Regions from separate parts of the Nomascus leucogenys genome. Here region 1 is linked to region 2. Evidence: chromatin contacts called from public Hi-C data. All regions are on one chromosome and are shown on one strand. The core of a region is the stretch at or near the end of the contact, and the rest is flanking DNA. Distances in the headings are between cores, read along the strand shown.

The links. Hi-C and Micro-C count contacts between places; a contact is called where the count stands out from the background.
Region 1: a Hi-C map of a lymphoblastoid cell line shows a contact between it and region 2, with 4 times the contacts expected there. The contact joins two enhancer-like sites. A contact is called at or near these places in 3 of 4 Hi-C or Micro-C datasets (a lymphoblastoid cell line and an unstated tissue).

What each region holds. Positions count from the first base shown.
Region 1 is chr1a:85,819,275-85,823,745 of Asia_NLE_v1, forward strand. No RefSeq gene overlaps it. Among named protein-coding and RNA genes, the nearest start is that of ZFP36L1, 21 kb to the left of the region's middle. Within about 2 kb of position 1,302, the one cell type or tissue checked has an H3K27ac peak away from gene starts, as active enhancers do. A contact at or near this core is called in a lymphoblastoid cell line, where this site is marked.
Region 2 is chr1a:85,263,627-85,267,891 of Asia_NLE_v1, forward strand. The region is part of intron 7 of RAD51B (DNA repair protein RAD51 homolog 2); the gene reads left to right. Among named protein-coding and RNA genes, the nearest start is that of RAD51B, 440 kb to the left of the region's middle. Within about 2 kb of position 2,490, the one cell type or tissue checked has an H3K27ac peak away from gene starts, as active enhancers do. A contact at or near this core is called in a lymphoblastoid cell line, where this site is marked.

The DNA.
Region 1 (4,471 bases), core at 52-2,551, 550 kb after region 2:
GCACCCCCAGAAAGCAGACCTGCAGCAGACTAACCCTTCCCAAAGATGGGGTTCAGGGTCCTCTAGACAGACAGCAGACCCTGGGCTTGGCAACATCTCCCAAAAAGGAGCTGAGTCTCAGGCAAGCGGTCTCTGAAGGCCTTTGTACACCACAACATACCTTCACTGCTGCAAAGGCCCTGCCAAATGGCTGTGCAAAGGTGGCCAGGCAAGAGATACAGTTCTAGGAAGAAATCAAGGAGCCATGGCACGCAGGACTCCCAGGAGAGGCAGGTGGTCTGCACAGCCAGTTCACGCTCCAGGCTACTGTGTGGGTGGCCTCCTGCTGACAAGCTTCAGCCCGAAGAGGGTATTTGGGACTTTGGGTGACAAGACTGGAGGAGACAAGGGAACCTAAGCAGAAGGTCATCCAGACCACTGTCAGAGCTGCCACACCAAGTCTTTGGGTTCTTGCTCTAAGTGTGCCAACCAGATGAAGGGATGGAGGATTCACATCCAGCCACATCTTGACCCTGCTGATCCTGGAGGAGAATGGATGGAGCCCTGCACTGGCTCCACCTGCTCCCTCTTCTCCCATAGGAGGAAACAAGAAAGGAGGCCGGAGAGCCCAAGACAAAGCTCAAGAATGTTCTCAAAAGATCCTCGGGCTTTGAGACCTTCACAATGCATTCATAAGATTATCCTAAGCTTCTGAAAGCCCCCTGGCTCCAGAGAAGAGAGCAATCTCTGGCTGCTAAACCTTGAGTGCAACGGCTAAGGGCATGCCAGGGCCAGAATGCCTGGGTTCAAATCCTAGCTCTGCTATGTATTAGCTCTGTAACATTGGGCAAAGTACTTAACCCCTGTTTCCTCCTCTGTAAAATGAGGATAACTATGGCCCTATAAAGAGTCGCTGCTTAGAACAGTAGAGAACTCAAAATTAATTTAGCAAGGGGCCCTCCTCTGCCCACGGGGATGTGCTACTATTGACCCCATGGGGTTCTGGAAGAAATCAACATGCTACTACAATGGAAGGCATTTGAAGGAAGTGGAGTTTTCACAGAAAGTAGCCCAGAGACATGCACAGAGTGCTGCTTTCAGCATAGACCAGAAACCCCAAAGATTTGTGCCTCTTTCTGTCAGGATGCAGCTTTCCGGAGCCCACCAGGTTATAGAAGCTGCATGGAGTCTGGAATGGGAATGGGTTGGCCTAGTCTTCCCTTGCAGGTGTGGAGAGGAAAGGTGACACTTTCAGGCTTTGTGCAGGACAAGCAGAGAATATCACTCAAATCCAAGCTGGCTGCCCTGTGGGGGACACAGGCCCATGCCGGCAGGCCTGGGGAGAGCCACCGCTTGCTGAGGTTAGGCCAGCACCAGCGGGTGTGAGGAGCCCACCTCCAGTCTCAGAGCAGGGTTGGGCTTCCCTGTATGGGGAGGAAAGGGTTAAGCCAGCTTGGGCTCTGGAGGGAAAGCACTCGGCAGCTATAAACAGAGAGCCCAGGGAGGGAGGGGGGTGACAGGATGTGGCCAGGGCTCGAGCTGTCTGATTATTAACTTCACTTTTATTTGGAGGGGGATTCGATTCTCTGTTTTACTTCCCATCAAGGAAGTGAAAGCCCAGGTCTCAGAGGGGCCTGGTTTCAAATTGTTTTGTCACAGCTCATTTATTTTTCTTTTAAATAAATAAACAAAACCACCTCTTTGTTTTCCCCTTAATGAGCATTCAGCAAATCATCTGTGGGTGAGGCATGAACGGGGTTTTCTGGAGTCCTTCATGGGAGAACGTTTGGCTTATTATTTTAAAAGGAAAAAGCAAGGATCTCTCCTTTAGCTCCCAGGCTTCTCCAAGGCTGTCAAGGCACTTTCTCTTTTGCCTCCTCTGAAATATCGACCTAGACCAGCGAGGAGTCTGAAATCACAGCCTCAAGCCCGGCCAAGGCCCCAGGAGCTTCCTTGGTTGGACCCTGGGGCTGGACCCGCTGCCTGCCATCCCATCTGACAGGCCCTGACCCTGAGGCCACGCAGAGGAAGCATCCAGCACGGGCTCAGTGGTTGCCTTCTTGCTTGGGCTCAGACCCATGGCTTTTGTTCCCCCAACACCCTGACATTTCTACTAAAATAACAAAGCAATTAAACACACAAAAGGATTCCATGACAGCCTTAAAAAACACCATTACATGTTCCTTTACCCAAGGTTGAAAACATTTGGGAACCTGATTTCCAACATCAAATTCCATATCAAAACCCATTCAACAATCCTATGATCCCCTTGCAACAACCCTTTCCTGGCCAGTATCACAGGGTGCTGACCCTCACAGGGTCTCACAATTCAACAATTCAGTGAGAGAGGATGCAGCAACAAAGACTAAGGAAAAAACAGGAGAGTCTGCAGCTACTGCTACTCAAGGTGGGCAGAGAAGGGAAGAGACGGAATCTGTTGGAAACTAAGAGGAGAAATCCAGGAAGGCTTCCTGGTGGAGCTGATCTTTAAGCTGAACCTTGAAGGACTGGTAAGATGAACAGATGTTCTGGAACCTGAGAAATACCAGAGAGACAGCATCCATGTGTGAACTAAGCTAGACAGAGGCAACAGGCGTGGTGGGGCCCGGGGCTCCTCAGAATGGCATCTCAAGTCCTCATGATGGTCAGGGACTGGAATGCATCGGCCGCCTGGAGCCAGCTCCTCGGGGCCAGTCCCTGACCTCTGGCTCGGAGATTGGTGTACCCGGTGAAGGAGTTGCCCAAGCATCTTAGGCAACCAGATACTACGCCTGGTCTTGGACCCTGCCACTTGCCTGCCCCACAAAAACCTGCTGACCGCTGTGACCTACTTTAACGTCCTCTGACTTTCTGCTCTTTGAATATGGGGCAAAAAGAAGGAGGGCGACTGGCGCCACCCGATTCACTTGAGGCTCGGAGGCTCGGAGGCTCAGGCCTGCCTTCCCGGCGGCTACTGGAGTGGCGTTTCCCAGCACCCCCGGGAAGCTACCAAGGTCCAGGGCTCTCCTGGGCTTCTGCGACGCCCACGCACTCCCGCGGCCGAGCTTCGCGGTCTGGCTCTCCCGTCGCCACCCCGGCGTCCGCTCCGCCGCGAGCGAGCACCAAGCCGGGCCGGGCGCGGGGCCTGGGCGAGGCCAAGATGGCCGACGCGCTCTGCAGCGCGCGGATCACGCGGGAGGGCTGCCCTTGGCCTCCCGCGAAGCAGACAAGGTTCCGCCGTCCTCCTTGGCGCTCTGCCCCGGCCGACCTGCCGGGATCTCCTCCCCGGCGCGGTCTGCGGTTCCCGGGGCCTCGCAAACCTTCCAGGCCCGAGGCCATCCAGACGCGCACACCAGGCCCGGCCCGCGAGGGGAGCTGGAGGCGCGAGGCAGCCCGGGGAAGACAACAGGGGCCGGGGCTGCAGCGGCTGAGCAACCTGGGCGGCTCGGAACGCAAGGGGCCGGCGAGCCGACGCTGCTGCAGGAGGCTGCGGCGTGGGGCGAGATTCTCGCTATGGCTTCATTCCCGGCCTCCCGCGGCCGCTCTCGCCCGGAAGCCCTCGGAGGCAGCCCGATGGACGTGGCCACACTGCCCTCCAGTGGCCATCTCTCCGAACAACACGTAGGGGCCCCTTTTGGGGGTCGGCGTGACGTGTCCACCCTCTGCCTTTTGCTACATTTGAAGGTGGGGTTTGCTCATCCATGGTTCCTCTTACGGGCCACCAAAGCTGCCACAGTGCACAGTGACCCAACAGCAGGGGATTTGCCGCCTTCGGCGGTTCTCAAACTTTAGTGTGCACAGGAATCCCCCCCTGGACAGTTCTTTCAAACCCGGATTGCTGAGTCCCCCAACTAAGTCAGAGAATTTGCATTTCTAACAATTCCTCAGGCGATGCTGAGCTGCTGGTCCGCTGGTCCTGGAGCCACACTTACAGAACCACTGGCTCGGCTCACTCCTTCTCTCACGGGGTTTCTGTCATCTACTCATTTAATACAGAATATGTCCTGCTAGGCCCGGAGGACGAGTGGACGGAACAACTTTCCCATCCCTCGCGGAGCTTAGTCTAACGGAGGAGACAGACTTGTTTCAACAAATCACCTAGAAAGAAATACAAGATTCCATTTGAAAAGACTTTCAAATTCCTATGAAGGAAAAGAATAAGGTGCTCAGAGAACATATATAAATGGGGCACTAATTGAGATTTGGGATGGGAAGGTTCTTGAGGAAGACCTCTCTGAGGAAACCCTTATGCTGAGGCCAGGAGGAGGGATGAGGTCCTGAGGGGAATGGGGAGGGGACTGGAACTGGCAGGCCGAGCAGGTAAGATGCAGACCCTGGCTATAGAAGCAGAGACTGGTAGGGGGCCAGGCAGGGGGTCAGAGCCTCCTAGGCCCATGCCTCGGGTACCCACAGAGCTGCCTCCTCAGAAGGGCAGCATCCAGGGGAGAAGAGGGCCTGCCTGCATGCTCAGATCTTAGCCACCCCTGTCAGCGCCAAGAAGGATGCTCCACCT
Region 2 (4,265 bases), core at 1,240-3,739:
GATGCTGGGTTCATGACTAATAAAACGAGGTGTGTGTGTGTGCGTATGTAAGGTATCAAACAATGAACACTAATGAACACTGCGCCTTTTCCAACATTGCCACTCAAGGACTTCCCACAGACTGCCTGTTATTTGGGGGCAGGTCATGACCATCCCCATGAGATAGTTTACTAGAGAGCATTATTCTTCCTCTGTCACACATTGGTATTAACTTAGACTTTTGAGGTCTTAAGGAATGAACACCCACTCAAGCCAGCTCAGATGACAAGAAAGTTACTGCAAAGAAAGAAGAATCTTCTAGAATATCAAAAGCAGGAGCCTTCCTGTGTAAAAATTCTGGAGCCTCCACTGCCATTGGCCTAAGTAGTCATTTTTCAGACCGGAGTGACCTGTCCCTAGTCAAGGTTAACTAGACTAGAATTAAGCAACTGAGTCATGGGCAGAAACTAAGGGGAGAATTTGCCAGTGGCAGGTGGGCTTGAAAGAAGCTGCTCAGACATATTTGTGAGACATGTCAGTGAATGAGGCTCTGCAAATTCCTGCTGCTGAAGTCTAGCCTCCAGTGCCAGCTTCCACAAAGCTCTGTCCTGTCATGACCCCTGTTCTTGAACGAGATGCAAACAAGGGAGGATGATTTAAAAGCTCTCAGAGCACAAATAAAGTACTCAGACGTTTTTGCTAGGTTATCATGTGTAATTTAACAAGATGGCATTTATCTTTTTTTAGAGACTGAAGAAGAATTAGACAAGGTTAACTGTAAAGCCAGTGGTAATCTGCCACATGTGGTTATAAATGGCCATAATTTCGTATGATCCCAAAGCAAGATAGATAGCAGATTAAGGGTCAGCACAGATCTGCAAGTTGAGCTCATGATGCTTTATTTCCCTCCCTAGCCCCTTTTCTAGTGCTTATGTAGCAGGCACCAGTTAAGCATGGTGTCTTGACCATGATACTGTGGACCAAGCAGCGATATGGCTATGGCTATATCACTGTTTTGCCTGAGAGTCATTTATTCCCTCATTATATATTTATGGGGTATCTACTCTGGGCCAGGCATGTGTTGGGCATTGAGAAAGTGGTGAAAAAGACAGAGGTCCTGTCCTCAAGGAGCTTTCATTCCAGTGGAAGAATTAAGATAATACACAAAATAACAAATAAATAAGGTATTTTCGGGTGGTGATATATTTGACCAGGGAAATAAAACTAAGGAAAGTGATCATGGGGGGGTGTGGAGACTGGCTGCTATAAAATGGGTGATCAGAGGAGGCCTCTATGAGGAGGACTTGCATTAGCTGAGACCTACGTCATGAGAAGCATCCCCATGGGTCTTGGGAAAAGTGAGGAAAACATATTCAAATAGAAAGAAATATCTGGTGCAAAGGCTCTGGGATAGGAGCAAGCTTAGAGTATCCCAGAACAAAAAGAGGGCCAGTGTGGCTGAGAGACCGTGTGTGTGTGTGTGTGTGTGTGTGTGTGTGTGTGTGTGTGTGTGTGTATGTGGGGAGAGGGGAAGATAGCGGGGGTACAGATAGTAGGGGAGTAATGTCTTTACCTCACAAGTTTCATGGCTGACACCTCTATAACAAAGGAGATTAACAAGAGAAAAGCATAGCACATTTATTTAACCAAAGTTTTACATGATGCAGGAGCCTTCAGAAATTAAGATCCAGACCCAAGAAAAGCTGTATTTTTATGGTTAGGTTTGATGAAGCATGGACAGTCATGTAGAAGTATAGTTGGACGAAAAGCAGGTATGACCTAATGATGATAAACTAGGGGGATCTTAGCAAAGCCTGTTTGTTTAGTTTCTTCTTGGCCTCTGTGTTTAACATTCCATCCCTCCGGATATAGTACAAGACACCTGTCTCATGAGGGTCTTCAAGAGAGAAGGTCAGAGAGACCTTTTTCTTCTGCAGTTTTCTTAACTTCCTTCAGCTTAATACTCAGTGTGCCAAGGTTCCATATTTGGGGGTAGCGTTTTCTGCACTCCATCATGCTATAAGCTGATTTTCTCACATTTAGAGGAACATTCAACAGCTAACATAAACAATTACCTGATGCCATATTTGAAGATATACTTAGATAATAAGGTCTTAAAAAACAGTAAGTACATTAAGTATATTCACAACAATTGTTAATCTTCCACTAGTTCTGAAATGCCTAATCTAACCTTTGTTTTATCTCAGACTTGGGCTAGAATGCTCCTTTTAATTCATTCTGCGTGATTTCATAGAATCAGCTTTTTCTTAAGGTCTCATATCCTTCAAAGACTTTAGGGCAATTGGTCACGAAGACCCTTGCACCTCCTCAAGGCTGTGTGCTGTGGATGTTGCAGCTTAAGGAAGCATTTTGAAATTGGGCATCTTTCACAGCCTAGTGTAGAAGTTATTGGCCTGCAGTTTTTACCAGCTTTCTCTTTCAGAAATCTTCTTTTGTTCCTGCCACAAGGCAAAAACAGGAAAAGAGATCTGTGTGAAAGAATGCTCTCCCTTTTCCTTTTGTGGTGATTGTGTATCTTAAGAGCAGGCCTCAAAGGTTCCCGGAGCTGTCTGTCTTTTCATGTAAATGGAGCCCTTAAGCCTATTTAGATGTGTGCGAAAAGACTGTGGGAGTTGAGGTGAAAGATACAGAAGAGTAGCATCAGCGCCCCGTTTAATGTATTCAAGTTCAACTATGCACTCTCTCTTTCTTGTATATAATTAAAAATACTCCAGAATTGTATCTTGCACTTGTACTTTTAATTTTATGCTATTCATATTACTATATACCCATATACTGTGCAGCGTTGCAACTACAAAACCATATATTTTGTATTGGGAGGTTTAAGGGATTTTCCAGGGTAATTTTGACTATGTAAAATTTGCCTTACATGCCAACTCTAGAATACAATCCCTGTGTAAGATGTAACCCTCTATATTAGGTATTTTAAAATCCCTGTTTATCCCAAAGTGAGCAGAACTGGGACTCATATTCACCCCTTGCCCCCAAACCAGTAACAGGTATAGGGTTGTTACAGGATTTTGTGAGAAGAAAAGAGGTGAGACAGAAGGAACTTGTGAGGTTCGACAGAGGAGCAAGGAAATCTGCGGCAGGACACAGTAGGCCGGGGACTCCGGGTCAGGCAGGGAAGGGGGCTGAGAGAGAGTTCCTGGGTGAGACTGTTTGCACTAGTAAATGCAGGGCTCAAAGCCATACTAGCCATGGGGTTGGTAGAGTTTGTAAATAGGAGTAACCTCTACTGGATGGATAATAGCCCTTTTTCCCTAGAGTACCTTCACCTTGTAGGAACGTTTACTGTGTATTGTTCCATGTGAATGTTGCAGCATGTGTGTGTGTGCACACACGTGTATTTGTGATGTTGTAGACAGAATAGGAGGAAAGAGTAGCAGTGTGGAAAGAGGAGAAGGCATGAGGATTTAGCATCTAAGGTTTAAGAACAAGGTCTGCCTTTTGTTGTTTTGTGTCTGGGGCAGTATCATTAAATGGCTGAGGGGACCTGAGATATTGGCATGAGAGAGGGAAGGTTGCCCTTGTAGCCCCTGTCACCCGCTACCTTGGGAGGCATTCCTTTCCCCTCTTCTCACCCACCCTACCACCCCAAGGCAGAGTTTGTTTAATCAGATGCAGAAAATGTTCTGATCTGGTAGTAAAGAAAGGTAAACAACACATCCCCATGCCCCACTTAAGGTTTTTACCAGGTGCAGTTGAAATTTATATTCATGGATGTGGGATTTTCACCTGCCCCCTGACCCAGTTTGTTTAGGAGGTTAATAGAATTCCAAGTCACATCTCCCTGGGTTGGAATTTTCTCTACAACTCTTGGTAGTGATGAGGTTCAGGACACACTACCCCACAATATGAAGCCTGGCATTTGTGAAAATTGCAGAAGCAGGAAGATCATTCTCTTACTTTCCCCCTGCCCTTCTCTCCTGAAGCTGAGGAGTGTCCTTATCTCTGAAGACACAGGGACTCAGAGAGGAGTTTGAACAAACAGGCCTTGCTAAATTCCCTCTTGTTTATTGCCATTAGATTATATCCCCTTTTTCCAATCATACTTCTCTACAACTGTCCATCTCTTCATCAAACCTAAGCGTAAAAATACTTAAGTTTACTTGTTTCTTTGGATCTTGATTTCTGAAGCCTCCTGTGTCACAAATTTATAAATAAATTTGTTATGCTTTTCTCTTGGTAATGTGGCTTTTATTATAGAGGCTCAGCCACGGAAAAATAAATCTTTTCCTCTCCCACAGTAGTTGTTTGTCTTC